Linked DNA regions of Mus musculus: region 1 is linked to region 2. The links are chromatin contacts, called in public Hi-C maps. All regions are on one chromosome and are shown on one strand. Each heading gives the region's core, a stretch centred on a gene start, on an enhancer-like site or on the middle of the called end of the contact. The rest is flanking DNA. Distances are from core to core; before and after follow the strand shown.

Evidence for each region. Hi-C and Micro-C count contacts between places; a contact is called where the count stands out from the background.
Region 1: a Hi-C map of bone marrow-derived macrophages shows a contact between it and region 2, with 17 read pairs. The contact joins the enhancer-like site here to the promoter of Mmp27 in region 2. A contact is called at or near these places in 21 of 39 promoter capture datasets (the 3T3-L1 cell line, 3T3-L1-derived adipocytes, the C10 cell line and 12 more), 2 of 15 datasets of contacts at CTCF or cohesin (CD8 T cells and large pre-B cells), 2 of 484 Hi-C or Micro-C datasets (Th2 cells and bone marrow-derived macrophages), 3 of 115 datasets of contacts at active chromatin or transcription factors (the 230-238 cell line, CD8 T cells and bone marrow-derived dendritic cells) and 3 of 9 other capture datasets (adipose tissue, macrophages and pancreatic islet).

Annotation. Positions count from the first base shown.
Region 1 is chr9:7,249,403-7,252,102 of GRCm38.p6, forward strand. No RefSeq gene overlaps it. Among named protein-coding and RNA genes, the nearest start is that of Gm31639, 4.8 kb to the right of the region's middle. Within about 2 kb of position 1,444, at least 15 of the 459 cell types and tissues checked have an H3K27ac peak or open chromatin away from gene starts, as enhancers often do. A contact at or near this core is called in adipose tissue and bone marrow-derived macrophages, where this site is marked.
Region 2 is chr9:7,569,892-7,572,813 of GRCm38.p6, forward strand. Mmp27 (matrix metallopeptidase 27) reads left to right here and starts at 1,505. Exons shown (of 10, transcript NM_001310717.1): 1 at 1,505-1,710; 2 at 2,054-2,292. The coding sequence starts at 1,567. All of the region lies in intron 2 of Gm31751 (a long non-coding RNA gene), which reads right to left.

The sequences.
Region 1 (2,700 bases), core at 194-2,693, 320 kb before region 2:
TATTATCTCAATAAAACAGACTTAAAACATAAAAAATTATAAAATTTATTACATATGAATACACCTCAATTTTTAAAGGCTGTTTAAAAGTGGTGTTGCATTGCTTCTGTTATCATTGTGTTTGCACACTGTAAACTAAACATCATTCGTTGTGCACAGTTTCAGTCTGAGTGCTCATTTAAAAAGTCTGTAGTGTTTTTTACTCTCTGGAGAAGGGTAGATGACCAGTAGCTTTATAGAAACAAACTGAGAGTGTGCCATGTAAGATAAGAATTGTGGGACCACAAACCTAGGAACTATAAAATCTAAGAGAAAAATCTAGTGATCCTTCCAGCTTTTCAAAGAGTCTATGGTCTTATTGATAAATTGATCTTTTAACAATCAGACATGTATGTATGCATGCCTGTATGCATGTGTGCCATATGTATGCCTGGCACCCATGGAAACAAGAAGTGGGCTTTGAATCTCCTAAAACTGGAATTATGGATGTTTGTAAGCCACCATATGGGTGGCAGAAGTCAAACTAGAGTCCTATGCAAGAGCAAGGAGTACTCCTAACCACTAGGCCATCTCTCCAGGCACATCAGTACATTTTTTTAATGATACATAGCTTGTGATACATTGTTGTAGTGACCCTAGTAAACGAGTATCATTATTTGTGTACAAAATATCACCCATTTCCTGTAAGCTTTTGTACAATCAAGGCAAAACACACTACAGAAGGCATGAATTCAATATGCTAAATCCAAAGTTAAAGGGAATGATACTGTGTGAACTAGACTAGTTCAGCCTTGCTACAACTGAGTCCCAGGTCCCACTGTGCATGTGCTCCTAAAGCTACTCAAGAATGTGTGGGTTTCAATGCAGCTCTATCCCTTTTTTCTGCAGCAGACAATTCATGCAACAATTATAACATTGCTTGATTTTTACTTGGCAAAGTCAGTTCTTCTTTATTCTCAGTAACTTATTTTTTGTTGTTTTTTTGTTTTTGTTTTTTCGAGACAGGGTTTCTCTGTGTAGCCCTGACTGTCCTGGAACTCACTTTGTAGACCAGGCTGGCCTCGAACTCAGAAATCCGCCTGCCTCTGCCTCCCGAGTGCTGGGATTGCCACCATGCCCAGCTTTATTCTCAGTAACTTTTAAGTGCAGTAGTGAACGTGGGCCCCAGTTTATGACCTACTTCTTGTTTATAAGGAGGAATCCAAATGAGCTAAGATATATCAATGTTTGGTTGCTTTTGGATAATTATTAAAATAAGCTCACACACACTGTCAGACACTCCCAAGAACACAGGAAGCAGCTCCCAAGCGTTCTCAAGCCTTCTCTGAGAACTAGGTTCTCCATTACTTCCTTCTGGATGAGCTCATCGGAACAGAGCTGTCTTCATGCGGTCCTGGTTCTGTTTTGCTTTTCTGGAACAGAGCTCACTTTTCTAGTTCTATTTTCCTTCTTAGAGGATCTGAAAAGTGCTGGGATTGCTTTTTCATAGCCAGCTTCCTTGCAGCTCCAGGGCCACTAAAAATATGAACTATAGAAAGGGTTTTAACCCAGTTTTCTCATGACCTAGTGCAAAGGCATTTAAAAAATAATTTCCTGTTAACTAAGTGTGTGAGCTGAGAACAGGTCAGAAAGAGACCAACAGGAAAAGATGATTTGCATACATCCTTACTGGGAAAAAGAAATCCCAACAATGTGAATCTGGAGGGCTGTGGTCTTACTTCCCAAAATGCTGAAGTAGGAACTGGAAAGCCAGAAAACCACTTCTCATGGTCTGTAATTTGGAGGAGGAGAACCAGACTCAGTGTTTGGACACCTTTGTTCAATTATGCAATAAGCACATTTTGTTTTCAGATTTCTGGGAAAACTAGCATTCCTCCAAAATATATTCAAGATGGATTTATCCCCAAAGGTGACTGGATAAAAGCTGAGAACCTTCATCAAGCTTTATCATAAAAACAAATATCACAGTTACTGAAACATAATACATTTTTTGCCACAGAGTTTGAGACAGAGTTTGAGTTGGAATGCCCTGACTCCCTCTACTTCACCCCTTTGTGTAGTGTCACATTTTAGAATGGATTGGCTGAACCAGTGTCCCCAATATTAGGTCTCCAGGTAACTTTGTTTGTTTGTTTGTTTGTTTGTTATGATTTTTTGAGACAAGCTTTTAGTAGCACAAGCTGGCCTCAAACTCACCCTGTACCTCAAGATCTCTTTGAATTCCAGATCTTTCTGCCTCTACATTGAAAGTTTTGTGAGTTGCTACCACATCTGGCTTATCACAAAGCAATTTTTTAAATGCCATAAAGAAAGGCTCTGTCTCACGGTTCTAATGATAATGTGAATATGTGCTTGCCAGAATGAATGCATTCTGTTTGTGCACCTTATGAATGCAGGTGCCTGTGGAGCCAGAAGAGAGGGTCAGGTGCCCTGGAACATGATCCTTGATATGGTGCTTAGAACCATCTCCTTAGTCCCAGAAAGGAATTTGTGAAGTCTAGATAATCCACCAACTCTCATAGTATTTGTGCTGCACAGACTAGAGAGAGTTTGTGGTATTGGGAAACAAGGTAAATTTAAATCCTGGAAGGCCTAAGGGGAACACACTATTCTATTTTCTTCATTCTCTTTTTTAAGTGGGAAACCTGAACAATTCTTTTGCTTTTTGGATATCTAAAACTATTTGAAATTACCAATATT
Region 2 (2,922 bases), core at 255-2,754:
TACAGACAGGTACGGCATGTACCTAATTCTCACCCAAAATTTGTAGCTAACTATTGAGTGGTGTACTGGCTAGTTTTGTGTCAACTTGACACAGCTGGAGTTATAACAGAGAAAGGAGCTTCAGTTGGGGAAATGCCTCCATGAGATCCAACTGTAAGGCATTTTCTCAATTAGTGATCAAGGGGAAAGGTCCCCCTTGTGGGTGGGACCATCTCTGGGCTGGTAGTCTTGGTTCTATAAGAGAGGAGGCTGAGCAAGCCAGGGGAAGCAAGCCAGTAAAGAACATCCCTCCATGGCCTCTGCATCAGCTCCTGCTTTCTGACCTGCTTGAGTTCCAGTCCTAACTTCCTTCAGTGATGAACAGCAATGTGGAAGAGTAAGCTGAATAAATCCTTTCCTCCCCAACTTGCTTCTTGGTCATGATGTTTGTGCAGGAATAGAAACCCTGACTAAGACAGGTGGGGTTCCTCAAAGAATATTAAGAACTTTATTTCTCTTCCTTCCTTGTTTTATGCTACCTGCAATGTAGGTTCAATAGCCATCTTTTGAGAAACCACACAGCCCCTGATGTAGAGAGGTGATTCACTCTAGACGCCACAGACCAAACCTCGGCTGCTCTTACACAAACAAAATATCACTTTGAGTTTTATTAACTATCTGCTATTGTGCATTTTCCTATTGTGTTCAATTAAATCTCATCACATACCATAGAAGCCTGGAATACACCCTGCCTCCTGTAAGAAAGGTCTCCAACTCCCCACACCCATCCTTGGGTACTAACAGCTTCTCAGATAACTTTCTGTCCCAGAAGTTCCAAGCAGATTGCACAACATAGTTAACAAACATTTGAAAGTTGGCAATGTGATAAACAGACATCCAACAAGAAACTCTGAGAAACCAGAGACAATTCTGGTAGAAAAAAGCAAACAGTTGCTATAAGAATGTTTAACATGTGGAGGAGAAAAAAGAAGTTGGGGGAGGACTGGAGGAGTGGAGGGATGAGAAACTGGTTAGGATATAAAAAACAAATAAATTTTTAAAAAGAATGTTTAACACCATTACCATAAAAAAGACATTACAAAAAACATTCAAATATAATACTAAAATAAATAATAATAACAAACAATTACTCATATTTAACTAGCCAGTACTCCTAACAATTAAAGACACAGAGGCTGGGAAGTGGCTCAGTAGGCAGAACTCATATAGAAGCCAGGCACCATAGCACAGTACTTAAACTAATATCCGACTCCATTGTCTCTTCCAATCACACTACCAAGATATGCTAGTGTTTTCTGCCAAAGTAAATTATTTCAAAATTCATAACAACCTACCAAAACTACCAGTAAAACTACCAGTTTTGAGACCAGAAGACTAACTTGGGGGCCTTGCTATTGTCAGCGCTCAAAAGTGAGCAATGTGCTAGATAAGCAATCACCAACTGTGGTTGCAAAATTCAAGTTTATCTAAGGGGAAAACGAAGTCATGAGACACTTCATGGCAATGTGCTTTGCTGTTATTAATTAAGTGATTACTTCATGCCACGTCTCACTGTCAACTTTCTAAATGCCATACAAACAGAAACAAGCTTTAACTGAAGAGACAGGAATGAAGTGCCTTCTGTCTCTGATGGTTAATTTTATAACACTTTCCGCTGCATTTCCTCCAGACAGGAAGGACAAAAATGAGGAGAACAACCAACTGGCCCAGGTAGGATTTCAATGAATGCTAAAAGCAACAAGCAATAAAATGTGCCTTTTATAGCTTCTCTCGGGACTTTCCAAGACAGCACATTCCTGCAGAGTCTCAGAGTATCTCAGAAGAATGAGGTCCTTTCCATGTGTCTAACTCTAAGGTTAAATTGCATAAGTTTGCAAAATAGAGCATCATCTCTGATGTCTCCTAGAATTTCAAGAGCATAAGATGAAAGGAACAGTAAGAATATAAGCCAAGTGGCTGCCCTTAGTTGTATGGGTGTGTGATTTGGCTAATTCTAGTCACTCATAAACCTTTGCTCTCCTGTAGTCTGTGTCCTTTACATCTTTCCTGACAGGCATATCTCAACCAGTTCTACTCTCTTGAAATAGAAGGGAGTCATTTTGTCCAAAGCAAGAACAGGAGTCTCTTTGATGGAAAACTTCGGGAAATGCAGGCATTTTTCGGATTGACAGTGACTGGAAAACTGGATTCAGACACACTTGCGATCATGAAAGTGCCCAGGTGTGGGGTACCAGATGTGGGGCAATATGGCTACACACTCCCTGGGTGGAGAAAATACAGCCTTACATACAGGTAATGTTTCTACCAACTTTGGTTAACTAACCCAAATAAGTAATCTCCAAGAAGCAACCACAGTGATGGCTTATCTAACTGACACTTTCGAAAGTGCATGCCACTTTGTGGGTTCTATGTATCTCATCCCCTCATTAGACCTATGCTGTGGGCAGTATGACAACCACACGGAAACTAAATCGAAAGGCTATCGCCTGTAGCTAGTGCTACAGAGTTGGCTCAGGCAGATAGGTTCCAATCTCTAGGCTCCCTTCTCCCCTGTGAGCTCAGAATAGGCAGCACCACCATCTGCTACAATGCCCTGGAGGCATGGTGAGGTGTGCAGAAAGAAGGGAAGGGTGTGAGTGTGGGGGAGGAGGAACACGTTCATTCGTGCATCCACGCATGTGCTCATGTAGAGGGGTGGTTGAGGGTGTGTGTGTGTGTGTGTGTGTGTGTGTGTGTGTGTGTGTGTGTGTTTTAGAGCTATCAAATCTCAAATCTTAGATGGGTCCCAGTATAACAATGTATACCCTGTGTACTTGGCTATTTAAGGATAAGGAACTACAAGAGATTTAATGAAAAAAGTAAAAAAAAAAAAAAAAAAAAAAAAAAAGTTAGCTAAGAGGTTAAGGAAATGACTCATCAGTA